5 separate regions of the Mus musculus genome follow, and regions 2, 3, 4 and 5 are each linked to region 1. A link is a contact called in public HiChIP or PLAC-seq data. All regions are on one chromosome and are shown on one strand. The core of a region is the stretch at or near the end of the contact, and the rest is flanking DNA. Distances in the headings are between cores, read along the strand shown.

What was found. HiChIP or PLAC-seq counts read pairs in DNA pulled down with a chosen protein or histone mark.
Region 2: a contact with region 1 is called in an H3K4me3 HiChIP or PLAC-seq map of embryonic limb bud, with 4 times the contacts expected there. The contact joins two enhancer-like sites. A contact is called at or near these places in 11 of 115 datasets of contacts at active chromatin or transcription factors (craniofacial prominence, differentiating embryonic stem cells, embryonic basal ganglia and 8 more).
Region 3: an H3K4me3 HiChIP or PLAC-seq map of stem cell-derived neural progenitor cells shows a contact between it and region 1, with 2.5 times the contacts expected there. The contact joins two enhancer-like sites. A contact is called at or near these places in 3 of 115 datasets of contacts at active chromatin or transcription factors (epiblast stem cells, large pre-B cells and stem cell-derived neural progenitor cells).
Region 4: an H3K4me3 HiChIP or PLAC-seq map of forebrain shows a contact between it and region 1, with 5 times the contacts expected there. The contact joins two enhancer-like sites. A contact is called at or near these places in 2 of 484 Hi-C or Micro-C datasets (the C10 cell line and brain), 12 of 115 datasets of contacts at active chromatin or transcription factors (craniofacial prominence, embryonic basal ganglia, embryonic forebrain and 8 more) and 1 of 9 other capture datasets (embryonic stem cells).
Region 5: an H3K4me3 HiChIP or PLAC-seq map of neural progenitor cells shows a contact between it and region 1, with 4 times the contacts expected there. The contact joins two enhancer-like sites. A contact is called at or near these places in 3 of 484 Hi-C or Micro-C datasets (cerebral cortex, epidermal suprabasal cells and olfactory sensory neurons), 13 of 115 datasets of contacts at active chromatin or transcription factors (cardiomyocytes, craniofacial prominence, embryonic basal ganglia and 10 more) and 1 of 9 other capture datasets (embryonic stem cells).

What each region holds. Positions count from the first base shown.
Region 1 is chr5:131,536,334-131,542,283 of GRCm38.p6, forward strand. All of the region lies in intron 5 of Auts2 (autism susceptibility candidate 2), which reads right to left. Among named protein-coding and RNA genes, the nearest start is that of Gm29681, 120 kb to the left of the region's middle. Within about 2 kb of position 1,643, at least 172 of the 459 cell types and tissues checked have an H3K27ac peak or open chromatin away from gene starts, as enhancers often do. A contact at or near this core is called in craniofacial prominence, embryonic basal ganglia, embryonic forebrain and 5 more, where this site is marked.
Region 2 is chr5:132,159,212-132,165,077 of GRCm38.p6, forward strand. The region is part of intron 2 of Auts2 (autism susceptibility candidate 2); the gene reads right to left. Among named protein-coding and RNA genes, the nearest start is that of 4930563F08Rik, 280 kb to the left of the region's middle. Within about 2 kb of position 2,295, at least 41 of the 459 cell types and tissues checked have an H3K27ac peak or open chromatin away from gene starts, as enhancers often do. A contact at or near this core is called in craniofacial prominence, embryonic basal ganglia, embryonic forebrain and 2 more, where this site is marked.
Region 3 is chr5:132,305,364-132,310,788 of GRCm38.p6, forward strand. All of the region lies in intron 1 of Auts2 (autism susceptibility candidate 2), which reads right to left. Among named protein-coding and RNA genes, the nearest start is that of Auts2, 240 kb to the right of the region's middle. Within about 2 kb of position 1,853, at least 7 of the 459 cell types and tissues checked have an H3K27ac peak or open chromatin away from gene starts, as enhancers often do. A contact at or near this core is called in stem cell-derived neural progenitor cells, where this site is marked.
Region 4 is chr5:132,132,210-132,138,144 of GRCm38.p6, forward strand. All of the region lies in intron 2 of Auts2 (autism susceptibility candidate 2), which reads right to left. Among named protein-coding and RNA genes, the nearest start is that of 4930563F08Rik, 250 kb to the left of the region's middle. Within about 2 kb of position 3,897, at least 15 of the 459 cell types and tissues checked have an H3K27ac peak or open chromatin away from gene starts, as enhancers often do. A contact at or near this core is called in forebrain, where this site is marked.
Region 5 is chr5:132,191,299-132,197,159 of GRCm38.p6, forward strand. The region is part of intron 2 of Auts2 (autism susceptibility candidate 2); the gene reads right to left. Among named protein-coding and RNA genes, the nearest start is that of 4930563F08Rik, 310 kb to the left of the region's middle. Within about 2 kb of position 3,918, at least 36 of the 459 cell types and tissues checked have an H3K27ac peak or open chromatin away from gene starts, as enhancers often do. A contact at or near this core is called in neural progenitor cells and olfactory sensory neurons, where this site is marked.

The sequences.
Region 1 (5,950 bases), core at 393-2,892:
TTCAACGGTCCTCAAGTAATTTTCCTTCACTCAACAAGACTGAAAAATCATCCATACAGGGTGGGCGTGATGGCTCAGCAGGTAAATAGGTTTGTTGCCAAATGCAACAACCTCAGTTGGATCCTCCATACTCACTTAAAGGTGGAGGGGATCACTGATTCCTGCAAGTTTTCCCTTCATCTCTTCATATACCCTCCACATACACACGTATTTTTAAAAAATCGTTTGTACATATCGCTGGGCGCCTTAATCGTGGGGACATTTTCATTTCGTTGCTTTTAGAAGAAAAAAGTGCATTTCTTTCTATAACTTGGTTCATTTCCCTAATTTTTTTTCTTTTTAAATTAGCAATGAGGACTGCAGGTGCGGTGGATCTAGTGGCAGACGCATGGATGCCTTCCCGCTTCTCTCCAGCAACCATTACCTTTAGCCGCACAGAATTTAATATCAGTTGCTATTTCATTTCCTCACCTCGATTGGCTTTGATGAGTTTTATATACACTTAGAAGCACAACCTAAAATTCCCAGACAAACATGCTCTTTGGGGCATTTTACGGCAGGGTGGGTACTATTTGCCTTTTATGTCAATACTTTTTATGGTCTAGAAGCTGTAGCTGGCGTAGAAGGAAAAGTTGGGTAAAGCAGTTTGGTTAAAACAAATAAAAATAAAGAAATAAAAAATTCCCGTGCGCACGGGTGGGTCCCAGATGTTTGAAGCTGTACCCGGAACCCCTTAAAACTCAATTCGCTAAGGTAGCTCTCCAAAACGGCACCCGCAGGAAGAAGGTGCAAAGACAATTCTCTTAGAAACTTAGGCGCGGGTGAGTTCCTGCACCAGCTAGCTCTCCTTTGCTTCCCCGGGCTCCGCGTGCGCACAAGCGGGAGGGCGGGGACCCGGAGCTCAGCCCAAGGACAGTGACCCGTCAGCAGGCAGCGCCGCTCCAAGGAGCCCTTCCTAGCCCGAGCCGGTGCGGGCATTCCCAGCCTAGGAGTCCAGCGGATCTCCCTTGGGAGCTATGGGTTCACTCCCGGAGGTGGGATCGCCTCTGTTGGCTAGGGCCTCCCCCGGCAGGCACTCACGGCTCACCGGCCGAGCCCAGCCAGCTCAGGGAGCTAGGAAAGTACAAAGGGGAGCGGGGGAGGGGTGGGGGAGGAAGGCCAGGCCCGCCAGACGCCAGCAGCCCGCCTCCGTTACCACCCTGGCCCGGCTGCGGCCGCAACAAAAGACCCCTCGACCCCTGCCTCCTCCCCCGAAACCGCGGACCGCAGGCGAGCCAGCCACCCCACCCCATCCCCCCAACGGTGGTGGTGGTGGGGCAACATTACCTGGTCGCCAGGGGTTCGGCGGTCTTGTCAACCCCAAGTTCATGGTTTGAGTCCTCCGTCAGGTTCTCTCCGGGTGGATCACCACACACCACCGGGAGAGAGCAACCAAAACCCAAGGCAGAGAAAACGCCCAACTCCAGCCGGCCCGGCTAGGTCCACAAGTCTGTGTGTTTTGCTAATTCCTCTCCAAAGTCTCAAAGCTGAGGCACGCGAACCAAATCCGAACCGGATCCTAAACGGCAGCAGAGCCAGCAGCAGCAGCACCCGGCTCCTCCACGGCAGCCAGGAGTCAACGCCGCGCGCGCACATCCAACGCAGCCAAGTCCCGGGCGGGTGGCGGGGAGATGGGGAGGGGGCCCGGCCCGCGCGCTCTCCTGGTTGCTCCTGCGGGGCGCGCGGGGAACCGGCTGGCTTAAACCAGAGGCTCAACTTGGTGCGCCCTGGGGACCTGGCAGGGCTGAAGAGCAGCGGCCCGGGAGCCGCTGCCGCGGCGCGCGGAGCTAAGAACGAGGCGGCTGCGGCGGCGACAGGACAAAGGAGACCATGTGCGGAGGGAGGGAGGAGGGAGAGGGAGGAGGAGGAGGAGGAGGAGGGCGTACGGCGGCAGAGGCGAAAGCAGCTCCCCGGCGGCCGCCTCGGGCTCCCCAACAGCGGGTGCCGCCGGTACGGCACCGCCGCGGGCTGATCTGATGGGTCCTGGGCCCGCTGCGGCGTGGCACCGACACGCTCCGGGAGTCGCAATCTGCCGCGGGTGTTGCCCGCCTGCGGTGTGGAAAGCTGTGGTTGAAGCTGCTACGGGGCGCGCAGGACTAGCTCCGCTCCGGCCTGCCTCTCCCGCCTGTTCCTGGCTCAAGTGAACTCCATCAGGCGGCCCGCCGCCAGCGCCACCGGCTACCCGGGGCTGGATTGAGGGAGAGAAGGGGGGTCCCTGGTAGTGACGCGAGGACACCCCTTTCTCCCACCCTTGCTCTCGCGCTCTGGACTTCGCTGCCCGGATTGTACCGAGCGCGCCTTACTCCTGGCGCTCGCGGCTCTCGGAGCGGGACTTCTCGGCGCGCCCAGCCGGAGCCGCCAGCCGGTGCCACCGCCCCTCCTCCGTCCCGCCCCACGTGCCCCGCCCCTCGCCGCCCCTCCTCTCCACCCTGGCGCCCGGTTGGCCCCGCGGGGGCGCAGTCCCTGGGTGCGACACTGACAGCTGTGGCTCCCACTACATCCCGCCTCCGGTTGCGGACCGGCCCCTGGTCCCCATGGCGCCTTTCCCTCTACGGGCAAGAACCGCGACGCTCCGGTCCTTTTTGCAGTTACAGCTTCCGAGATTTGCTCTAAACCAAGGAGAGGCTACTAGGCCCGTAGCCCGGGGTTGAATTGCCTCTAGGCCAATCTCATATGCAAAGAGTTGGTTCTGAGATGGGGGTGGAGGTCCAGATTCTGGGCACACAGTAGGTGCACAATATAACATAATCTTTGTACTGTCTGACATGGATGGGAGGTTGGGTTCCTAGTCTAGAAGAAAAAGATCTTGATCTAACCCTCATCCCACGAATCACGGTAGGTTTCATGAACTGCCTTCCCTCTGCACAGTTCCTCAAACTATCCGACTTGTGTATACATTCACACCAGCCAAGTGGTGACTGAGGCTTCCCCTTCTATGCAGCAAACATAAAGACAGGGAAAGCAAAGTCAAAGCTTCGCTCCATGGATGGTAACTTATCATCTATCACCAGGATGTCCCCTGGAGCCAGCTCAGCTAAGCTAAGCGCGTTGGGGCAGAGATGGATGGATGGATGGATGGATGGATGGATGGATGAAATCATTAATTCGGCCCTCAGTCATTTAAGTGACTGACCTTCTACCAGAACACACAGCCGCTCTTTCCTTTTTAATCAAGTGTAAGATTCTCTCTCCCTCCCTCCCCACCCCTCTGAGTGTGCTACTTGTGTTCCAGTGCTCCATAGGACAGATGCCCTGGAGCTGTGAGTGGCCTGATTTGGGTGCTAGGAACTTGACAAGAACAAGCACTCTTAACTACTGAGCCATCTCTCCACCGTCAACACTGAAATTCTATAATCCCAGTACTTGGACAAAAGATATTAAATTTCAGAATGGTCTAGGGCACATGGTAAAAACCTTAGTGAAATGAATCAATAAATGACCAATAGTAAATACATGTTTCACCTCTGTGAAGGTACTTCACCACCACTGATGTCATTGAACTCTTAATATAAATTAAAAAAACAATTTTTACCCCAAGGTGCCAGAAAGAAGGCTCAGCATTGTAAAGATTGTAAAGGCATTTGCCACCAAGCGTGACAACTAGAATTTCATACCTGGGACCCACACAGTGTATAAAGAGAACTGTCCTCTGACCTCCATAAGTATACATACAATAAATAAATAATAAATAAATAACTGCAATAAAAAAATTTTAATTTTTCAAAAAAGAAATGGGGGTGGGTACTTGGTGTATAGCAACTTTTTCTTTCTTTCTTTCTTTCTTTCTTTCTTTCTTTCTTTCTTTCTTTCTTTTTTTTTTTTTTTTTTTTTTGAGACAGGGTTTCTCTGTGTAGCCCTGGCTGTCCTGGAACTCACTTTGTAGACCAGGCTGGCCTCGAACTCAGAAATCCACCTGCCTCTGCCTCCTGAGCGCTGGGATTAAAGGTGTGCGCCACCATGCCTGGCACATAGCAACATATTATAATCCCTCTAATAAAACTAATTTTGGAAATCAAAGGTCTCTTTCAAGCGTTAGCCTTCTGGAAAATACAGCAAAATGACGTTTGGGGGAAATGGACTGGTTTAACTATCCACTTAGAGGAAAGGTAGTCTGTAGCCCCAGCAGGCCTGGAGTCTCTATGTAGCCAGGGTGACCTTGACCTCCAGATCTTGAACAGCTTTGAAATTCAGCAAAGCCCCAGTCTTCCTAATTGGACACTTCATTTTGTTTAGTTTTACTGCAACGGTATCTTACTACATAGCCCAGGCAGGTCTCTACTCCTCCTTTCTTCCCAGTGATGGGATTACGGACACGTACCACTACATCAGGCCCAATTCTGGAAGATTTCCAGTCCAAGGCTGGAAGACATCATGTCTTTTGTATTCCAGTAGCTTAATACACAAAATATTTCTGATTTCTTAACATCACTTTCAGACTCTGAGCTGGTTCTAAAGACGGCAAATCTTAGAGAGAGGCAATCCTACTAACTGTCAATGAGGAAGCCCTGGACTCGAGCTGAGACAGGAGTTATGGGCCAGCCTGGACTATGCAAGATCTAATCAACTAAACAAACATGATCAGGCATGGACTCCAATGTCTTTCTACTGTTACATTAATTATTTCAGGAGAGTTTATGGACTCTAACCACTGGGGGGGGGGAGGAGCATTCATTTCAGTGGGGTGGTCTTTGGTTAGTTATCAATGTTCCAGTAAATAACTGCATCTATGATCTTGCCATATTTAAACTCAGAGGGACACACACATACATTTTATTTTTTAGAGTGTAAAGTAGCACAGGCTAGCTACTTGGCATTAAAAGCAGGAGGGGGACTCGCTGTGAAGAAGAGGTTCAGTAGGATTGGGAGGAAGATCAGAGAGGGTAATAGAGATTAACATGACAAAATATATTATATATATATGTGTGTGTGTGTATACATACATATGTGTGTATATGTACATATATGTATATATATATATATATATGAAACTGTCAAAACATTTTTTAAAAAAATCAAAGATTTCAGTCAAGTATTTTAGTCAAAATTTCTAAGCAAAAGGAAAAGCCATCTTCCTCACTATATGACTAAAGTCAAATAATTTGTTTTAACCCAGAAAGCTGAGGCAGAAGGATTATAATTTTGAGGCCAGCCTGGACTATACAATGAGACCCTTTGTCAAAACAACAAAAGCAAACCAAAACAAACAGTAATTCTGAATGCATTTAGAGCAGTCATTCTCAACCTGTGGGTTGCTGACACCCTTGTAGGTGGAAGGACCCTTTCACAGGGCTTGCCAAAGACCATGGGAAAACACAGATATTTACATTATGATTCTTAACAGTAGCAAAATTATAGTTATGAAGTAGCAATGAAAGTAATGTTATGGCTAGGGTTTAATACAACATGTGGAACTGTATCAAAGGGTCGCAGCATGTGGAAGGTTGAGAACTACCACTCTGAAGACTTAAGTGGCTGACAATTTGAAATTTGAGATGGTATTCAGTGGGTATCACAAGTTATGAGCCACACATATAGAAAATATTTCTTTACCATTCCTGCCTTGGGGTGAATGTTTTGCATTGAGAAGGTTCCACTCATCTATTTGTATTTAGCCTTGGAAACATAACGAGCTTGAAGCATGGCCCCAAAGGAGGAAAGCTGGGAGGTTCCTGACACAGTTAAAGGAAGAGGAAACCTTTACAAAAATCCATTCGAGCCTTTAATTTTAAGTCACATAAGCAGTTTGTAAAGAGCACTGAAGGGCACTAATAACATATTAATAAATATATAAATTAAGTTAAAAAATTAATATAATAATAAATTCTCCAGCTAGCCTTGGGTAGATGCCACTTTGGCTTTTCTTAATCTTTTTTATTTATTTTTATTATGAGGCAGAGGTTGGTCTTGAACT
Region 2 (5,866 bases), core at 1,045-3,544, 620 kb after region 1:
TTCTAAGGATCTGAACTCCATCTTCAAACTTGCAGGGTTAGGGGAGGGTTTTACCTACTAAGCCAAGTCCCCAAGTCCATGTCAGACATTTTGAAGGAAGACAGGCAAATTGTAGACAGTGTCAGTATAGCCTTAAACCCATTTCCTCTCACATATGCTGGTGACCTTGTGCTAAGAGTGGAAAATTTTCAGGCACATTTTTCTCATCATTAAAATAGAGAATTCCTAGATTATGAACAACATAAGAACTGCTATGCATAATAAGTGTAAAACTATGTAAAACAATGTTACAAGCAATATTCCATGTCAGACTGACAGGCTCTAGGGACTGCCCAGGAGATTAACTCCTGGCACGTCAGTGAGGAAATCTCTAGTCTGAGTTAACAGAAGAGAGAAGATTTACCCTGAATGTGGTCAGCAGCACCCCACAGCTGGTGACCTGGACTGAATCAAAAGGAAACAGTGACTGAGCACCAGCATCCATCTCTCTCTGCTTCCTGCCTGTGGATGCCATATAATCAGCCGCCTCAAGCTCCAGCCATTATGCTGTCCTCAAACTTTGAGCAAAACAGACCTTTTATCTTTAAGTTGCTTGTGTCACTCATCTGATACAGTAACAACAAGAAAAGTGTAATAATGTACTACAGGGAGTGGAGTGGATTGATAGATTGAAGAAATTGGATCCACTGACACTCCTGTTGCCACCACATACACATGGGAAAGAGGCTACAGAATGAGGGCAGCCTATTAATTCACAGGATTAACAGAACAAATAAAGCCGAAGAAAAATGCTACACAGAAACATACCAAGTATTAAGAGTGGTTATTAGGTTATTAGGAAATTACTTTCTACAAAGAGCTGATATTTCTGTACCTAGAAAAGCAATGGTTATTTAAGGAGAAAAAGTAAAGTATCTTTTTGTTGTTGTTGTTGTTGTTGTTGTTGTTTTTATCTTGTAACAACACCTATAATAAATAAACTAGGTTTTATCGGCCCTAGGTGGAGGAAACATTCCAATATAACTTCTAAATTCCTATCCTCACCTAGGAACCCAGTATAGCTATATGAAATAGTGCGTGTAAACTAAGCAATTAACCAGTTAGGGACCTGTCTCGGTTGATCCAGTGCTTGTCTGGGTTTAGTCCCAGGGAAAATGGGTGTGGTAGCACAAGCCTGCAATGCCAACCTTCACTTGGGAGCCAAGGTAGGATGATCAGAATTCTTAAGGCCACGGGGCCACAGGACTGCTAAGGTGGCTCAAGAGATAAAGGTGCTTACCTTCTAGCCTGATAACATGAGCCTGATGCCGGAACCCACATAGTAGGAAACAAACTAACTTCTGCAAACAGCTCTTGGACTTCCACATGCAATGCTGTAGTACTTACATGCAAATGTGCACACATGATACACATGCATACACACGATGGATGGATGATGGATGGATTGACGGATGGATGGATGGATGGAGGGTTTAGAGATAGAATTCAGCAGTTAATGGCACTTGCTATTTTTGCAGAGGACTGAGTTTGGTTCTCAGCATCTAAATTAGGCAGTTAGTGAATGCCTTTAACTCTAGCTCTCTGCTGTTCTTTTGGGTCTTGCTACATATCCCCTCAAAGACAAATACACATAAATATTATTTCAAAAAATATTTAAAAACAATAAGTAAATGTAAAAATGTAAAGATATAAATTAAGTAATATAAATACTATTGCACCCAGTCTTGACTATAATATGAAATTTAAAGGTGGCCTGGGTTATATGAGATGGTCTCAAAATAATTTAAAATGAGCCATTAACACTGCACAGCTTGCTCTGTGAAATGACAGTACCTAAGCCAAGATTATCAGGAAAACTCCTACCTTGGATTCAAAAGTGGAAGGATAAGAAAAAACAAGCCCTTAAGGAAAAAAAAAATCTCTAAAACTCACAGCCATGTTTTGAGTAGAACTTCAGAAAAAAAAATGAAGATGTTCCTGAAGATGGACTTTTGTGAGGCACCTCACACTGGACATGATGTACAGGTTTGTCATCACAGTGTCCCCAGAAGTTTCCCTACCCTCCCTCCCATCATCTCTGAAATCCTTAAGCAAGGCTGGGTGAATAGCAGAGCCACACACTTGCTCTATGAAGGTAGCACACAGCAGATTTCTTTAGACTCAGACAAGGCAGGAGAGGGCGTGTTGGAGGGTTGGGTGGGAAAGATCATGGAAGGAGCTCTGGTACCATCTGTCTGTGGAGCAGGAAGAACACAACAACAGCTGGTGTAAGAAGCAGCAAGATGTTGGGCCTGGAAGTGACAAGATGGGAAATGACAGGAAGCAGCTTCTTGCTCCTCTGACAGCAAAGGAAGCAGGCAGCAGAACTGCAGTGTTTGAAAACCCCCAGATGCTGCCGTCTTCACATCCCAGAGCTTTGTTCAGACAACATCTGAAAGCTTGTCTTTCTTCCTTCGAGCACTCTCTATCAAACAGTCTTCTCTCCCTCCGCCTTTCTCTCACAGGCAATGTGGAATGAATTTAAAGACACACTGGGGGGAGGGAGGCATACAAATAGCACCAATATGAGCCTCTGTGAAACTTTCAAGAAAAAAATGTACCACGTGTTCTGCTTCCTGTCATTTGTTAAGTTAAACTACAATTGGGCTTGAATCCAACTAAGGAACAGAGGAATAATTAACACAACTACTGACAGTGGGCAGTGTTGTGGGGCAAGAACACTCCATAAACCAAGAGACTGCAGAGAAAGGTAGGCCAGGCTTCTTCAATGACTGCAGCGACTGCTAACCAAAGCGCTCACGTGCTTCCATTTTAGACTCTAGCTTCTGAAGTCAGAACACAGGTAATGGTATATACAGGCTGCATGGCCCAAAGGCAGAATTTCAAAAGACTTACCATCTGATGTTAATAAAATATTCTGATTTAGAGTGGTCCCATCTGCCGAACACATAAAACCAATTCAGCAACAACTGTGCCACATGCACATAAAATATACTAAAATTACAAAGTAAAAACCTTTAAATTGTATTGGACACCACAGGTCACATTTCAGAATCTCACTGTTTCAGGCTCCAACAGCCACAGTCCCGTCCTGAGTGTGCACAGCTGGTATCCAGGCCTCTCCTTTATCAGGCGAGCTCAACTCCGAGGAGCCAAGCGGGTTACCCTCCAGTTTTTCAAAATGCTTTGTCCCAGGGATGGTTGTGTGCAGTGCTAAGTAATTTCTCTGCTTAGAAGTGGATCCACCCTGACTCTAAGTGAGCAGCTTCAGAAGATAGCACCTTCTAGATCTTCACAGGAGAACCAGTACCAGGAATGCAGTCTGACAGATCCTTTTACCATCTACTGGTCATGACTATTCGACACGACAATTACATTTTGAGTTGGAGACAATGAACTTATACTACACATAAAATAAAAAGTACTTTAAACATGCCTCACGTTATAAGTAAGACAATGTGAAACTGGAAACCAGAGCCTTAAGACAGATGCTCAATCAATGTTCCACAAACAAACAAAATAATCTTTACAATAGATTCAACATTCAAATGTGCTTCTGAGAAAAACTCCAATTTGATACACAACATTGGACTTTATTGTCCTAACTCAGTTTCAGTTTCCTCTTCTATAAAGCAGACTAAGTCCATTACAGAGTTTATAGGTGAACTAACTGAAATAAACTGAAATGAGACCAGTGTTTTTAACGCGCTGCTTAGAAAATGACACAGACTCAAAAGAAGCTACACATTATTTGCTACAGTTCTTCCACTTTCAATTGCAACACAAAGCCACTAAAATACTTGTTGCATTGTTAATAAGGAGATAAGAAAGTCATCTGCTTTCTAACCTGTTTGCAAATCTCCTCAGTTCTAATTCACTTAACCGGTCCAAGCCAATCACCCTTCCCCTGGATGTCAGCTGCCTGCTGCTCTTATTTCTATATGACTCCTTACCCTCAACACAGTAGCCTAAGTGATCTTTGTGACAAATACACATACAGGGGCTGAAGATGTGGCTCAGTTGGTATAGTGTATATCTAGCATGCAAGAAGTCACCGGGATCCATTCCTGGAAACATATAAACTGGGCATGGTGGAACAAATCTGTAATCCCAACACTGCTGATTCAGAAGCAGGAAGACCAAGAGATCAGGGACATCACCAAAAGTAAGGTGTGTGTGTGTGTGTGTGTGTGTGTGTGTGTGTGTGTTAGTTTCTGCCTGTCTCTCGGTCTCTGTCTCTGTCTCTCTGTATCTCTCTGTGTCTGCCTGTCTTTCTTGTCTCTCTCTGTCTCTGTCTCTCTGTGTGTGTTTGTTTCTGCCTGTCTCTCTGTCTCTGTCTCTCTGTCTCTCTCTGTGTGTCTGCCTGTCTCTCTGTCTCTGTCTGTGTGTGTGTGTGTTTCTGCCTGTCTCTTGGTCTCTGTCTCTCTGTCTCTCTCTCTCTGTGTCTGCCTGTCTCTCTGTCTCTCTGTGTCTGCCTGTCTCTCTGTCTCTGTCTCTCTCTCTCTCTCTGTGTGTGTGTGTGTTATCAAGGCCAGCCTAGGAAGAGATTCACTGTGAAGAAAAGCAACAAATACCATAAAAACGGTGCATGACTGTTCAATTAAAAGTAACTTTATACACATCCTAGCTCAAAATATCTCATGGTCTATTGTTCTAGGTTGCTTTTCTGTTCTGATAAAATGCTCTGACTGATAAAAAGCAACTTTGGGAGAGGGGGATTTATTTGGTTTACACATTATCGCCCATTATTGAAGGAAGTCGAAGCAGCAACCCCGAGTCAGGAACTGACACAGAGACCATGGAGAAATGCTACTTACGGGCTTGCTTATCTTCCCATATATAAGAAATGAAGCAAGCAAAGACTACCTGTACAGGAATGGAACCATCCAAAGTGTGCTAGGCACCCTCAAATGAAACATTAACCTGAAAACTGCTCCAGAGACACGCCCACAAGCCAATCGCATGGAGGCAATGTCTCCAGAGACACGCCCACAGGCCAATCGCATGGAGGCAATGTCTCCGCTGAGGTTCCTTTTCCTCAGGTGGCTCGAGTTTACGTCAGGTTGACAAAAACAAGCCAGCACAACTGATACTTTAATAACTTGACAAACAAACACATCACTATCAAGCCATAACCTTTCCTCTCTTGTTTATCCTCTCAAGATATCATGCTGCTATCACAACACAAAGCACAATCTAACTTTAAAAGTCCCAAAGTGTTTAAAAGAATTCAACACTTCAAAAAGTCCAATGTTTATGAAAATCCAAAGTCTCTCAATTATGGGATCCTGTAAAATAAAATAAAATAAAATAAAATAAAATAAAATATAATTACAGACCTATTATTCCAAGAAGGGAGAAGCAGAGCATAGTGACAATCATATCAAAGCAAACACCAACACAGCACTGTAAATCAAATTCAATAGCTCACTATCTTGCTTGTAGGATCCACTCACGATCTGGCTCCAACCTGCTCGGGTAGCTTCACTTCATCAGCTGTGCCATCTAAAGCACACACAGCTTACCTAGGAGGCCCAGGCTGATCACGCTTGCCACTGTCCTTGGATAGTTGTCTAGATAGCAACTGTGACTGAGCCTTCACCAATGATCTCCCCTGGCCTCTTCAGAGACTCCAAACCCGAGTCATGGTGTTAAGTCTCTCATTTTTTTTTTTCCCACCACTCCTTCAGTCCTAAGGTTTCCATTGCAACTGAGACTGCACCTTCACCAAAAGCCACTCCTGGCCACTGATCAGGGATACTATCACCCTACATAAAAATGTCATGAATGCATAAAGCAGGTATTTGCATCCACGTTTGCATGAACATATATGCACAAGAACACACACACGCACACACCTACACAC
Region 3 (5,425 bases), core at 603-3,102, 770 kb after region 1:
AGCTAGGGGCAATCTAAATCACATGGCTCTCTATAGGTGCTCCCAGGAACCTAGGAGTCCTGAGCCTCTGAGCTCAAGGGAATCAGACAATCTGCTATGCACATGCACAAGCATGCATGGACACACACAAGTCCTCCCTCTCCCTCTTCCTCTCCCTCTCCCTCTTCCCTAGCTTCACCCCTCCCCCTCTCTCCTCTCTCATTTAGTCACAGCCTTTAAAATAGAACAAACATTTAATTCCCTTGTAAAACAGATGAATGCTTTATAATTTACTAGCAGCTGCTGGCAGGAGCGCGCTCTGCTCTCAGATTCCTATTAAGCAAGCTGAGACTGATTTATTAAAAGCTCAGATACATCAAAACAAATGACTGAGACATCATTATACTACTATTTACAACCCCTTAATGGGGTTATGGTTAGGGGCAATACAGTACAGCCTGCAACCAGCATCCTTACTATTACAAGGAGTTGTTTCCCTCGGGTGGGAAATCAGGTAAAACCATCCAATTCAAGGATAAGGAGAGCAAACTACAATGTATGACAACACTTGTGAACGTCTCTAATCGGCTACACACTGCCAGTATTTATGCTATACATCAGTTTCCCCCATCTCTATGCAAGTTAGATGACTTCTCCCAACTTTTACTCTCTAAAATAAATCTATTGGCAAGAAGAAGATCTTTACAAGGTATAAAGGGAGCAAATATTTTCTATTCTAAGAGTAAACTTGTAAGTCCTCCTTCCTGGGACAATGACCTTTTGAACAACAAATCAAACTGAAGGAAATAAAAAAATGTAAAGAAATAACAGCAAAATGAGGCTAGCTAGGTAAATAATCAGAGATATGTAAGTACTGAGTACGGTGCTGTCTTCTTTTAAGAGGCTATGGAGGAACCACCTTCATACTACACTCTGGATACATCACACTCCCACTTTCAGACTCCACGGTAGAACCAAGTTCTTATTCTAATCTGAATTCAATTCGCTACAGAAAAAATGTACGTCTTCACCATGACCTACCAGCAACCACAGAATCTTCTGAGGGACTCTTGGGCCCAGATATCATGAATGGGTGGGTGAGCTGTTTGATTACTTTTATGAGACTGGGTCTCAGCACAGGTTGGCCTCAAACTCACTGCTTGGGCAAGGATAACTTTGAAAATCTAATCCTCTTGTCTCCACCTCCCAAGTCTTAAAATGATGGCCAAGTGCTGAGAATTGAACCCAGAACCTATAGGCTAGATAGGCACCTACCAAGTGAGATCCATCTCCCGCCTGTGAAGCCTTTTGTACTTCTCAAGGAAAGGATTTAGAGCTCATCTCCCTAAGTGTTTGCAACACCTCAGGCTGCAGTCAACCAGGAACAAAACAACAAGTCAAGCTTCCTTTGAAGAGTCTATTGCTTTGTAACTTGTCCTCTTGACATAGTATCATCTAACAGGACATATGAAAGACACATTTTTCTATTGTTTGTTTATTTTGAGAAGGGATTGCAAGAAGCCCAGGTGACCCACTTCTCCAGGAAACCTCAACCTGGGAAGGTTTCCTCCACTTTTCAGAACAGTACCACCAGCTAGGAACCAAGTTTCAAACACATGTATCTGGTGGGGACATTTAACAATCACGCCACAATAGGAGTGGAATGCAATGGTCAATGGGATATAAGAAATTCCTCCAGGCTACTGGGGGGGATGCTTTCTTCTTGGAAACAAAACGAAAACCAAACAGAAACCAATGAACAGAAACTATAAAGATCCCTTTTCCTGGCATCCTTCCTTCCTCTTGGAGTGCACAAAGATGTTATTCTTGGAATACTGTGTAGGCAGCCATCCACCTTACAACTGGGATGTTGTGAATGAAGTCTACCACACACTATGAACAATAGAGGGAAAGAAAGAGTGAACAGAATTTAAATGTGTGTTCCTTGCAATATATGCCTTGATGGTTCTGGTACTTTTTGTTAGAAAACATTTAGCTGGGTTTTCCGTGACTTCAGACTTCCTGGTTGTCTACAATCCTATTGTATCCATTTTACAACATGAGTGAAACAAACTTCTAGATATTTACATACCCGGACCGTACTCAGAGAGGGTCCTGTCCACAGGCCTGATGTTAGGTAGGATGTAACCCAATTAAGGGTCACATAGAGGAACACTTAAAATGAAGGCCTCTTAGTGTAGGGCTGAAGTCATCTCACAAGCCTGAAGCAATCAAAAGCCCCAGGATACTCTAAGAAAGAGCAGATCTGTCAAGCCAGGGGCACAGGGATGTGGCCTGTGTGCTTGGAAACCCCCAGCGTTTCACCTAGCCAAATATTATGCTTCTGCTTTTTAAATATTTCCATTTAAATGTAGATTTTGACCTTCTTGTCAATGAAATATTAATATGGGTATAAAATATATATTCCATCTCTTTAGTGTTGGTCATGTTTCCTCTCTGCTGTCTTGGTATGATTTCTGAAAACTGATGGAATCTTATCTGATGAGCCCCTCTATACCAAACACCTCACTGAACTTCTGAAAGCGACAAGACCACATCCCACTCAGGCATATTTGATGTTGTCTGATTTCCTAAAGTGAGATTATAGCGGTACTGACACATCTCTTATAGCAACAGCCACATCAGCACTGGACTGGTAGAGGTAAACCCATTCTCAGCTGAGAAAGGAGGAGGGGTGGGAGAGAGGGAGAGGCAGGCTAATGCTGCTTGTACTCGCTCCTTTCCTAAGTAGCCTACATTAATATTAACTAGGGTTTCCCATTCTTTCTAATAACTACAGCCTACTAAGTACAATGGAGAGGTTTGTTTATAAATCACACATAGTTCTACTACTTCAATTTTATTATCCTCTTTATTCAATAGACCAAATGATGACTAGGGAAGTGAGTAGTGGAACAGGGACTAGCCAGTGTGTGGACATTTGCTCTATTACGTTCTCTTCATGCTTAATCACTCTCTCGTGATACAGATATACTATTCAACAAATCACTTCCCAGAGCAAAACAACACTGGCCTTGACTGCAGAATAAAGACCTTTATTAAAGAGTTGAAAAGTCTAGGTTGAGTTCTCATGATCTCAATGTTGACTATCCTGCAAATGGCTTCAGTCGTCTGAATCTATATGTCCTTATCTCCAGAAGGAGGGACACAGCAAGTGTCCATATGCAGGCACAGTCCGATTACCATTTGAGTTAAGCCATCAGAAGGTTCCCCTATGGGTAAGGATCTCTGTCTTTACTGGAATGTGAAATATCAACAGTCTACCTATATTGAAAATTCTGGAATTCTGGTTTCTTTAGAAAACACAGAAATAATACAAGAACACGTTTTCATTTGACTCCCAGGTGCGAGGACATCAGGCTGCTTTGGACTGTCCACAGCAGCGGACTGTGATTTGCCTCATGCTCTAGCAGTAGCATGGTGTTGCTAGCTGCAGTTAATTTCCAAGATTGTGTGACATTTGGAATTCTGGGAAGTTTTCAAAGGATACATGAATGAGAGAGACCTGACAGGCATGGTAAGTGATTGTTGGCCACAGTCTATTAGTAGCCTTAGTCAAAGAAGAAACAAACGGAAACAGATTAGATGCAAGGATTTTCCTAGTTCCTCTCTCTCCTCTGTCCTTGTTTCTCTCCTATCTAGTGTTGGGGGTAAATCAGGGGCAGGGATGAAGGATGGGAAAAAGAAGAACCCACAAAGCAGCAAAGCCCAGCTACCTGTTTCTCTGATCCTCAGTCATTAACATTAGTCCAGCATTATCCCAAGTCATCAACATCCTGTTCACTCAACAAGTATTTACTGAGAACTGGCCACTTCCCAGGCACTGCACAACATATGCCATATTTCTTAAAAAGATACCATTTCCTTCACTCAGATTGTTACCATCTTTACTAAGAGAGCTCTTAAATCTTGACCTCTCATATATGCCTACTGAAGAACTGTGCTATGAATACAAACCCATAGGAAGCCCCTACCTAGTAGTAATGAACACTCATACTCTACCATCAATACCCCTACTGGATTTGGTACCCAAAATCCTGTTTCTTTAATGCACTTTTCAAATATCTTGATGTCTCATTCCTTATTTAACTTACACATCAGATGCATATTAAGATTGCCTCTTATTGGACTATGCAAGAGTCGAAGCTTAACAGTCTTATGCCACACACCACATACAGGCGTAGATCACACTTTTAAAGAAAGGTAGGTGTGTGTGTGTGTGGGGGGGGGGTGTACTTGTACTTACCTGCCTGCCTGTGAGATGAGCACAATGCCCACAGAGGCTAAAAAGAGGGTGTTAGACCCCCTGGAGCTGAAGCTGCAGGTGGTTGTGACATGACAGACACAAATAGATATAGATGCTGGGTAATCAAACTCTGGAAGAGCAGTATATACTCTTTACCATGGAGCCATTTCTCCATCCCCACAGAGTACCCAATAGCAGCATTTTACCTTAAAACTACAATGACAATTCAGAATCACCTGCCACTGATTATGATAATGAGTTCAGTCAACCCATTTTTCAGTCGAAATTTTCTCAAATTAATGAAAACCTCAAGCAAATACCCATGTCTAATACAGCAATCCAGAGCTTTTAAATTTTTGTCACATTTGCTAAAAGTATGACAACTTGTTTCTTAGAAACATTATAGATATTCTACTTTAACAGCAAAATCATTAATATATACTTTCTAAACCATTCTAGAACATCCAAAGAGTCCCATCTGAGCCATAAACAGAAATCTTCTAAAGTGATCTGGAGAGCAGAGCTAGTCCAGGGGCAAGGGAGATGGCTAAGTGGGTAAAAGAGCTTGCTACCAACCCAGGAATAAACAACAACAACAACAACAACAAAAATGTTTGATGTTTAGAGACTATGTAAAAGTGAAAAGAGACAACCAACACCACAAAGTTGACCTCCAACCCCTACACGCTTACCATACACACACATACAGAGAGAGAGAGAGAGAGAGAGAGAGAGACAGACAGACAGACAGACAGACAGACAGAGACAGAGACAGAGACAGAGACAGAGAGACAAAGAAAGACCGAGACAGAGACAGACAGACAGACAGACTTACTTTCATGAAACCTCGCAAGGCTTGGGCTAAACATTTATCTTCTATGTGTGCATGTCCATGTAGTAAATGTATACAAGTGTGTTTAGGTGCACATTTGCACAGGCTACATACATGCAACGGACAGGGGAGGATAGAAGGCATACTGCTCTATCACCCACGGCCTTATTCTCTTGAGATAGGGTCTCTTACTGAGCCTAAATCTAGCTCGATAGCCCCATTGATCCTCCTGACACTATCTTCTATAATAGCTGGGTTACAGGTAAACACAGCCATACCCAGCTTTTACGTGTGTGTGCGTGCGTGTGTGTGTGTGTGTATGTGTGTGTGTGTGTGTGTGTGCTTAG
Region 4 (5,935 bases), core at 2,647-5,146, 600 kb after region 1:
TAAAATTAGTATTCTTATAACATAAACACCATGCAAGAGCACAGTGGGATGGGTTGATCATCTCAGGGTTCTGATAGAAAGCAAGGCTTTTGTATGACTATTGAGGCTGCTCAGTTGAGTACTCACATAATTAAAACAGGGGGAAAAAAACCAGACCCCACAAGCTTCTCACTTGAAGGAAACAACTCATCTCATGCCCTTGTCTACATGAGAAGGGTGGAGTTGATCCTATGAAACAAACAATGACTAGCCTGGCCTCTTACTCAAGGACAAGGGTTGAGTTGAGTTGAGTCTTTCAGCACTTGTATTAAACTACGGATTAAAGCAATTGGATGACTATCTTGTACTCCTGAGCACTGTATAGTGACAAAAGTATGTGTCTTCAAGTGCATGTATGTATTCTTGTATATATGTGTACATGTGTGTTTCTGCGTGTGTTGTGCAAGCATGTATGCCCTCATGTATGTGTTGTGTGTGTATGCATGTGTGTGAGCTCATCAAGGTATGCATGTATATGTGTGTGTTCACTTGCCTATTAAAGTATGTGTGCATTTGAGAATGTACACATGTGTATGCCCTTGTCCATTCACATACTCTCATGCACATGTGCATGGTGGCCAGAGGTTGGTGTCCTTGCACATCTCCTGTGAATCACATTCTTTTGAATCAGAGTCTCAGTGAACCTGGAGCTTGCTGATTTCACCTAGATTAGCTAGCGAACAAGACCCCTGTTGTCTCCCCATCACAGGAGTCACAGGCGCACAGCCATGAATAGCTTGTATGTGGCTGCTAGGTAGAGAACTCAGGTCCTCTTACTTTCACATAATGCATTTTATCCACTGAGTAAGCCACTCAGCTCCTTATGTATATTTGTTTTCTTTTCTGTATGCATCACCAATACAGAATGCTTGAACCCAAGTATGCACTATCCAAAAAATACCCTGCTTTTCATCTTTAAGGTACAAAACTGAATTTTAAGAATTAGACATTTTAAAAATACACACTCACAAAAATATATGGAGGTTCCTATGGTACTTCAGCTGAGATGTCTTTAGGATATGAGCTAACCCCCAAAATGTTCACTGCGCTCCTACAATGCCTAAATCTAAGTAAAAACCAACCTCTTCATTCACAGAAAAAAAAGAGAGTGAGACATGAGAACATCTATAAAGCAGGCAGCAGGTTATGGCAGGTGACCCTAAAATAAGAACAATTTTTGCAAGTGTATACACTCAAGACATAACAGATCAGCATCATATTGCAAACATATCACAAGCACTCACAAATATAAAGGGCAAATTTTCCTTGAGTATACTATGCTGGAACAGACTTGTCATGTCAGCATCTGGACAGCTGAAACAGAGGAGAGAGAGTAAAGCCAGCCGGGGCTATATAGGGAGTCAGTCTCCCCACTTTGGAAACTCACAATGATGAAAGATGAGGAAATAAAACATGGGAGGACCTTCTCTTTAAATGTCTAAATTACACAGATGAAAAGAGGCTGCAGATTCAGCACAGCCCCGCCCCCTCTAGACTGCACATCCACCTCTATGTCTGAGCATACAGCTATATGGTACTATGCACAGACACAGAGCGGGAGCTTATACAGAGGGTAGATATGCATTATCCTATTTAGCCAGAGGACAGGGCAGGAGAGAGTAGGGGACATGATACTGAAGATCTCAAGACATGCCAGCATCTGGACAGCTAGAGCAAAGGAGAGAGAGGGGGGGAGAGAGCAAGGCCAGCCAAAACAGATCAGCATGTGCATCCAGAGCAATGATAGCTATGGAGAAGTTCCTGAAGAAGGCACAGGGATTTCAAGTAAACTGAGAAGTAGACTCTTCCACAATGAAGTGGCAGATTGAAATTTTAACGGTATGAACATGTATTAAAAGGGCAGTTTAGGAACTGGGAATGTGGCTCAGTGGTTAAGGGCTTGCACTGCTCTTGAAGAGGATCTGAGATATATTCCCAGACCACAAGGGATATGTCATCCTCTTCTGGTCTCCCTGAGTATCGACACACATGGGGTATGTAAGTGTACACACACACACACACACACACACACACACACACACACATACACAAATAAAAACATAAGTTATGATACCATTAAGGAAATCTGTTGATCAATAAGGATACAGATGAGTAAGTTTAAGAGGCTCATATAATGAATGTGCAAACACTGAAGCAGAGAGTGAACTTAAAAAACTAAGATGGAGAGAAATGAAGGTGGAAGAGAAAGAAAATGAAGCTGTGTTGATGACCGGGATAGAAGGGAAGGAGGAAAGGAATCATGGAGAAGGAGGGAGTGCTCCAGCCCTATGGGAGGATGGGCTCTGAAGAAAGAGGAGAAGAACAAACCTAGCAACAGATCTAGATCAAGCCCAAAGGGACCGATAACATGACAGCCTTGCTTCCACATTACAGGAGGCTTCAATGACCTCTAAACAGCTATTTTAGTATTAAAAGCAAACAGCTCTGAAGGCAATTAGAGTGTGTCTTACACGCTCTAACTTAAAACAGCAAAAAAGAGAAAGAACATAATTTCCCATATACCTTTGAGGTTTACAGTGCCTGGATTAGGTAAAGAAGCAGCTAAGAGTGCCTTGGTTATTTGACTAATGACCATCTTGTTTCGACTATAGGGCAATATACTCTCTATATTCACTACACTATTTCTTAACCTCCCAAGGGAGCAACAACAGATTCATCAAGAATGCATTCTCTCACACAAGGAAATCTGTAAAATCTCTCCACACTGGATATCCAAATTTAACACCCGCCTTCTGTTTTTACCCAGCATCTTAGGTTGTTAAAGGCATTGCTATCACATTCTTAGGTGACCACATGTTAACTGTAGACAGAGCACAATGAAGTCTAGCGTCTACACTTGATAGCCAGTAACACAGGACCAGATTGAGGACTAGGAGGTAGTAAGACCTGAGAAACATGAAAAGTGAGAGAAGAGTGCTAAGAAAGGTGCTAAAATATATGACCAGTAAGAGATACTAACACTAGTTAAACCACAAGGATAACCCAGCCAAAAGAAAACAATAAAAGACAATCTTGGGGAAAAACAACCCTAAAAAACAACATATAAGAAACAGACATACCCACAAACATGAGTTGTTCTCACTGGTCATATCAAACTAATAAAGCTACTGTCCTATGAAAGAAAGGCTCCTTGATGAGCCTGCTGATCAGACCTGTGGCTGTAGGGGATCTCCTTGGTTACTAACTGATGCAGGGGCTCACTCTATCTGACACCTTCCTAGGCAGGTGGTCCTAGACTATGTAAGAAAGCTAACTAAACTCAAATCCAGGAGCAAGTCAGGAAGCAACATTCCTCTGCACTCTCTGCCGCTACGTTCCTGCCTTGAGTTCTTGCGCTGACCTCTCTTGCTAATGCACTGTGACCTGGAAGTGTAAACCAAATAAGCTTCCCTCCTAAGCTGCTGTTGGTCAGTGAGTGTTTTATCACAGCATCATAATGAAACTACCATAAAAACTAGTACGACGATGGCAGAAGTTTAAAAGAGCCAAGTTCTTGGCATCTAACAGAGCTTCAACTAGACAACTCCCTCTCTGTCTCCTGTAGTTTCTTTCCTCCCTTAATTCCAAAATAAAGAACTCATCTGAATGTCTATTAACATACATTAAAGAGGACCCCGTGTTAATGCCTACTTCCTTGAAAATGCCATCTATCACCTCCTAGCTATAAAGCTCCTCCTAGCCACACACTCACGAAGCTAGGATGTGCTTCCAACTCTAGAATAAACGCACTAAAGAGGATCTGCCAAAAACCAAGTTGGCATGGTATAAATCAAGCACCATCTACAAACAGCCAGAACGTCCCATGCCAAGCTGAAGAAAATTGCCTAGCTAGATCTCCAATTAGGCATTGGAAGCATCCACAAGCACTTCCTCTGAGTATACTATTTAACATCCTTCTGCAAGGCCAATCTGCATCCCATACTGTTAGGAGCCAAGCCCACAGAGGCTCACAAGCAGCCCCTGGGCCTCTCTGCCCAGTTCTATTTCACAGTGCCAATGTCAAAGCACTGGTTGCTGGCTGTGACTAAGACCGGGCAAAGGATGTGGAAGGCAACACATGGAGGCTCCAAAGAAAGGAAAGTGTTAGGAATCCGTGGCTGCATCTGAAGCTGTACTCACCACTTTCTAAGGAGGCTGCTCCCTTGCAGAAGCAATTGGCAGTAGACAAAGGATGTCCTAGGTACCACCCAGAGCTCTGTGTACCACACCTGCAGCTGCAGGGCCTGTCAGCTGTGACTGATCCTCTGCAAGCTGAGCCAGCACATTAAGGGTCTGGCAGCTGACAGGGAAGCAATCCTTCAGTGAGAGAGAGGGGACAGAGTGCTGGGAGGTGGCACTCTACACGCCCTATCCTGCTCATTGTTTTCTTGGCCTGGCAGAGGCTGATACGTCCTATATTTCACTTATCAAATGCTAAACACAGAGTGCTGGCTCAGCTTCCTGGGGGAAGGAAGGGGTGAGTAGTTGAGGGAAGAGGAGGGGTGAGGAAAGGAGAGAGAGGAGGGGGTGGGAGGAAGTGGACAAGAAGAGGGGGAAGGAGAAAGGAAAGGGAGGAGAGATAAGAAGAGGAGGAAAACAGAAAGGGAAAGAGAGCAGGGAAAGGGGGCCAAGACTGACTATTCTTTTGATCCAAGTGGAACCCCTGTATCATACCCAATTATGAAATGACCAGTGATACACACTGGAGCAACAGGTGGATGCAACACAAGACCAGAGGTCAGGGTTTCAAAATTTCTTTCTCCCAGCTTCTTGTGACAGGGATTCATATAGCTCAGGCTGGCTTTGAATTCACTATGCAGACAAGGATGACCCTCAACTTGATTCTCCTACTCTCAGAAGTAAGACACAGATCTCCAAGCCTAAGAGCCACTACTCTGCCATCATCAGAGCAGATGTGAATAACTGCTAGAAAACATCAAGAGACCTATTGGGGCCAGAGAGAAATGGATCTATAGTCTGTGCTCTTAACCACAAAGCACATATTACTCTTGAAGGGGACCCAGGTATGAATCCCAGTTGAATTGCAGGTAGAGTAGCTCAGAACCCCACTTGCAATTCCTCAAGGGAGTACCTGCTCTCTCCACAGGTATCGGTACACTCTCTTGTGCACATATTTTCCCTTCCTCCCTCTCTCCCTCCCATCTGTTTCTCTCAGGAAAAAAAAAAAAATCAGACATGCCAATGTTCTTTCATAGAAATCGGGGGGGGGGGGGGCACTACAATCTTACCTTAGATTCCAGCCACTCCCTTTGACACCTCCCTTCCAGTCTCTTCCAGTTTGTTTTCTATTGTTATGATAAAATACCAAAAACAACTAGGGGGAAAAGGTTTTTTATTTGATTTCATCGAGTTCCAGGGGGTAGTAGTAGTAGTAGTAATAGTATCTTCATTGTTGTTTATTTTATGTGTATGGGTGTTTTGTCTACACTTATGTCTGTGTACCACCTGCAGGCCTGGTGCCCTGAGAGGCCTGAAGAGGGCAGGGGAACACCCTGGACATAAGTCACAGTCAGTTGTGAGCCACCACACAGATGGTGCTATGAAGAGCAAAAGAGCTCTTAAGCACTGAATCATTGGCTCAGTTACTTTGCTTGCTTTATTATACAACCCTAGACCGACCACCTGCTCAAGGGATGATGCCATCCACCCACATTATTCATCTATCAAGGAAATGTCCCACAGACAAACCCAATGCCCATCTGATAAAGAAAATGCCTGTTCCCAGGTAACTCTACTTTCTGTCAAACCCCAGCTAATGTGGCCTCAAGGTTGAGAGTTACTAAAATATAGAGAATGGAAGGTTAATTGGAAAGGGGATTGCATCTGTGGGAGAGACATCATCCACATAGAAGTGAGGCACTTTGGATGATAAGGT
Region 5 (5,861 bases), core at 2,668-5,167, 660 kb after region 1:
CACACTTTATAACCTCAGAACCTCCTCGGTTCCTATCAGCTTCTGGTTACAAGTATCCCTACCTCTGAATATTGGTATTTCTACCTGTGAACAAAGGTAATTTTCTCCACCCCTGGTCATAATCAAACTCGGACAGATTTTATTCAAGGGTATTCTCAGTGTATCCTGTTATAAAGAATGGAAATGCTGATTGGCCCTGAAATGGTTTTGCATGGATGTTCGTGTAGTAAGGCAATACTTTATCATCAAGTAACCTTTTACAAAGAACCCTCTGTTTGCTTCTGATACAAAATTAGGTGTGCATATGTTAAAATCAGAAACATTATGGAATAATAAACACAAAGTGGAGAAATAATTATACAGACAACCTATCAATCAAGATGGAGAAACACTCAAACTATGTTCTTTAGTAGCCAATCATCCCTACCCCTTAGCAATCAGTCTCCTTAGCTTTCCTTAAACATTCTCACTCCTGTGGCCCACTGTCAACCCTGACAGTTCCTTCCTCTGTGACCTATACCATTGCTTACTATGTATATAGTATTCTGACTGCATGTATGCCTACACACCAGGGAGGGCATCCAATCTCATTACAGATGGTTGTGAGCCACCATGTGGTTGCTGGGATTTGAACTCAGCACCTTTGAAAGATCAGTCAGTGCTCTTAACCGCTGAGCCATCTCTGCAGTCCTGCTTTGCTTCTTTTGCAAATCTGTATGAGCCCTTACTTTCAGTTCTTTGGATAAAATAACAAGAATGCTAAAACATCTGGCCCAGATCCCAACAACCTGTAACAAATTCCAGCCAAGCAAATGAGCAAAATGAATTGGGAGAGTAGATGATGGTGACAATGTCATGTGACTACTTGCCCAAATAGAAAAGTAAGGTTTTGCTTCTCTGGTTAGACTAAGGAGACTTGCAAAGGGATGTAGGCTATTCAATCAGATGACCAATAAAACAAAAGAGTACTACAGTGTTTAATTCCCACCATAAGTCTCACCGAAGACCACCATACTAGGCAGGAAAGAAACACTTTTCCTTTAAAGCCATTCCCACACCCAGGAACCCTTCTCACTTTTCCATAATATATCTATGTTTTCTCACATCATGTCCACATTTCCTTATTCTTCTTGGGTGTCAGACAATGAACTGTGTGACCATCTGGCACCCTAGCTCCTCAAATTAGAATAATCAAGAGCTAAGAAAGGCTCCACTATTCTCAAAGAATCAACATCCAAATAACAGCAGGCTATCAGCTTAGAGGAAAATAATAAACAAACAAACAAACAAAAAACCCCCAATGCTTTCAAATAATATTGATAGGAAGTCTTACAAAGGCATATGCATGTCTGTGTGGCCGTAAAAGACTCATTTACTGAGGGGAGTGGGCGAGCACACCTGTAATCCCAGCTCTTAGGAGGATGAGGCAGGAGCACCACAAACTCCAGACCAGCTTGGGATGCACAATGAGACCCTGTCTCAACAAGGGGGAGGGGGATTTAAGAAAGAATACAAGGTATGATGGACGTTCGCTTTATAAGCATCTCTGTAACCATGTTTACAGTAAGATCTTTTAAAATCTCACCAAAAGAGAGAAACTGGTAAGGAGGGGCGAAGATTAATATACAATGAAAAATCACTGTTGATCCAACAGGAATTCTGCAGAGAAGCACTGAGATCTGCAACCCAGGATGCATACCAAAAATGAACCTGAGGTTTCCATTTCTTTTCTTCTTCTCTGCTAATAAAAGTACAGAGGGTCTTCTTTAATGTACTAAAGCCTCAGAGAGTTTACATCTTTGCCCCGCCACATCTTGGCATGTAAAGTGCTCTCACCGTGCTCAAGGATGGGAAATGTGACCACTGAGATGAAGCCACTACTGTCTGCCTACTTTCTCTTCCTGCACAAAGTCTTCCTGGAAAGGTTCCCCCTGTAGCATCAGTTTTGTCCCCTGCTGTAACTCCTGATTTCACATTCCCAAGAGGAAACGCTCAAAATATAAGGAAAAGGTTTAAAAGGCACAGTAGACATCCAAATATCCAAATTCCTAACAACAAAAACTGGGGTAGAAGGCTTCTCTGAGGCAAAAAAAAAAAAAAAAAAAAAAAAGAATCCAGGCTGGAGGATAACCTTTCTCACCACCAAACACAACGAGGTGGTGTTTTACAGTTGTAACTGTTAAAGCAAATGGCTTTAAAATGGAACAAGGGTCTTTTAAATTAAAACAAACAAACATGTAATTTCATTGTGGGTAAACACATACCTTTGCTGTCGGTGAAATACATATGATCAGAAACAACAAAACCAGAAACAAATCCAAACAGAAGGAAGCATTTTTTTTAAAGCTGCTTAAGCAGATATACTGACAAGCAAGAAGTCCTGGGGATGTGGCTTGGTTTGTCGAGCCCTTGCCTAGCATGTATGAAGCCCTCGTGGTTCAATCTCCAGCATTACATAACCGCATATGCTGGTGCACAATTGCAATGCCCGCAATTAGGATGTAGAAGAGTATCAGAAGTTCAATACTATCTTCTGCTACAGAATAAGTTTGAGGCCAGGAGGCCATCCTGTGCGATGAGACCATGTCTACAAAGAAAGAGATGCACGCACACACACACACACACACACACACACACAGTCATGATTTTTCCATCTTACCATACCCCCATCAGAGCTTAATTGTACAATTGGTATGCCCATGTTTTGAACAAGCAAATGAATGAAAATTCCAAGAAGGAAGGATGATCAAATTTACATAAAAACCTCATTTCTAATTTTGCCAGTTCCTAAAAGAGTAAGTAATATAGAAAACCCAGAGTCAAAACCATGGCAGGCGGTCCCAGGCGAGTGAGGACACATGGGGGTTGGGAGGAGTATGTACAAAGTCCACGCTAGAGGTGAATAAAGCTGTCTTTATTAACAATTCTATCACTGTATACAGGGAATACATGCTAACGCAGGTACTCACTTCCACCCTAACCACTGGTAACAGTATGTTACAGGAAGGAAAGACAACAGTTCTAATAACAACACTTCAGATACAACCAAAAGGTATTTGTTCCCTAAAACGTCATGCCTGAGGAAAGAGTAAAGTAATGGTCTCTTGTATTACCAGAACACATGTTGTAGATCATTTCAACACCCAAGCCACCTTGTAAAGTTGATCTACACATGAAGACTACAGTCAACAAAAGAGAACAAAAAATCTAACTTCTGATTAAAGCAAGCTATAAGTAAGGAGGGTGATCAGTTGTTTCAGAACCAAATGTAACCAGTGTGGGAACAAATACCCCAGCTCTCTATTCAGCCTCTAGCTGCAACCAGCGGCCCCTGCTACAGCAGCTTCATTATTGTTCCTCTTCAAAGATCGTTTCCTCTCAAGCACAGGGAAGGCACCTTCCCCTTGGTTCACGATAAAGTCAGACTCAAAGCTCTAAAACTCAGGTTTCACCCAGGAATCCTAAAGCCAGAGAAAACACATTCACATTTAACACTCCTGGGCTCCTCTGCTTTCAGAGTCCCTCGGAGACCTGTCAACCAGAGACCTCAGGGAGAAGAAGCAGGCTTCCCTTGGGAAAAGAAAACATACAGACTTACCTTGTCTGTGTACTTGAACTTAACGTAGAACCAGCTTGACTTGATCATCCTCTCACCTCCTGCCCTCAGAGCAGAAAGAGTCAGGGGAGGAAAAAGGGAAGGAAAAAAGCCCACTGTGCAGCAGCGTCCACAAAGGATTCTTTCAGACTCCAAGCTTGCAAGGGATGGAGATAGACGGAGAGGAGGAGGAGCCAGAGGAGGTAAACAGGAAAATGCACTGTTTCCAGACTGGTCCTCTAACTCTTTATATCCCCACACACCTTCCCCAGTGCCCACAGCACTGACTGATCTTGCTCCGGAAACTGCACTCCAGACTGCTTTGCCAAGCTGCCCGCCTCTCCCTCTGAGTTTCTCTCTTGGCTGGCTGACAGCAGAATTCCTCAAATGGACTTCAGCTGTCTTCATCGCAAATGGCACATGTCAGTAAGCAAGGGGCAGGCCCTGGCCTGGCACCCTCCCAGAAGGCAAGCCTCAGCTTCCCCTCCTGCCTCTCCAGGGATGAATAATGATCTCCAGCCCTCCCCTCGGGACACAGATTAACACCTGGCCAAACATTATTCTGACAGAGCCCCAGTGTGGGGAAGAGGCTCTGTCTCCGCTTTAACTCCATCATGGCCATAGTAAGAACTTACCCCTTGGCTATGGAAGACTCCTCCACATTAACACAGCCTAGTCTCAGTAGCTCTTACAAAGTGACTCAGACTCCACTTTAAGGCCTTCAGAAAAGTCTTTCTTTCTACTTCTTCTAGCCACTGATATAGCTATTGATATTCTTCTAGAAATATTATGAGCTTGGGAAAAACGGCTGCCAGTTTGCAGGTAACATTTTTTTAAGAGTCGAAAAAAAAAGTATCTTGGGATTTGTTATATTCCTATCATTTAAAATTTGCCAAGTTTTTAAGGGAAATTATGAAATAGCATTCTGTAAGAATAAGCACATGGGGTGTGTGAAATCATATGTGAGCATGGCGTAGCATATGTAAGCGTTAGGCACCTGATCTCAGAATGCTATGAGCAATGAGCTAGATATACTCAGATTCAGGGGAAATGGTAACTCTTGAAACAATTTTTTAAAAAGTCAGATGTGGTGCATGCCTGTATCTCTAGCACTCAACTGCAAGTTTGAGGCCACCCTGATCAACAAGCAGAGGCCAGCTTGAACAATGTAGTGAGATGCTGTCACAAAGTAGTAACAATAACAATGACACGCATTCTTCAAGTATGGTGGTACACACATTTTTTCCTACATCTCCACAACCCAAAAAAAAAAAAAAAAAAACCATGTATTTATTAAAAACAAAATAATTAAGATCTGTTCTAATTTCATTTCTGTTGCTGTGATTAAACACCTTGGCCAAGGTGTCTCAGGGGAGGAGGAGGTTTAGTCAGCTTGCAGATCCAGGTTACAGTCCATCACGCTGGGAGGTTGAGGAAGAAAGTCAAGAGGCTAGGAACAATATAGTCACTATCAATGGCAGGGAGAAAGGAATATCAGGGTACTCACTTCATCTGCCTTTCTCCTGTCCTATACAGTAAGGAAAAACTGCCAGGAAATGGCTGCGCCCACAATGGGCTGAGCCCTCCTATATTAACTAACAATCAAGACAATCCGTCATTGGTATGGTCACAGGCCAACCCAATCTACTTAACTCCTCAGGTGAAACTTTCTCCCCAGGTCATTCTAGATTTTTGCAATCTGAAAGAGCAGCAAGTGTTCTTAACTCCTGAGCCATCTTTCCAACAACTAAACACACATACACACACACACACACACAAACACATGAACACAGATACACACACATGCACGCTAATGAACACAGGTATGTACATATGCATACATTCACACACATGTGCTCATACATGCAAAAAGGCAGGCACATATGCATTTACTATTTTAGGTATTAATATCACTAAAATCCTATCCTAAAAATAAATCAAAGCCCTTCATCCATCAGTCATAGTAATTATAAACCTACCCATGATGATGCAGAAATGGCATCTGCAGAGCACCTACACACTGTACTTTCTATAGACACTGACACAATCTTCTTTGAACTTACTCCACAAGACTGTGACAGTAACAGATCTCAGTGGATCCTGATTTGAGTTAACTGTGTGCAGATATACAGCACACAGGAGGTGCAAGAGAGGGTGTGTTAACTACTTTGTGGGTGCTGTGATTAAAATCCCATGACTGAAAGCAACTTCAGGAAGGATTTATTTCATCTTGCAGTTCCAGAGGGATGGGGTCCATAATGGCTGG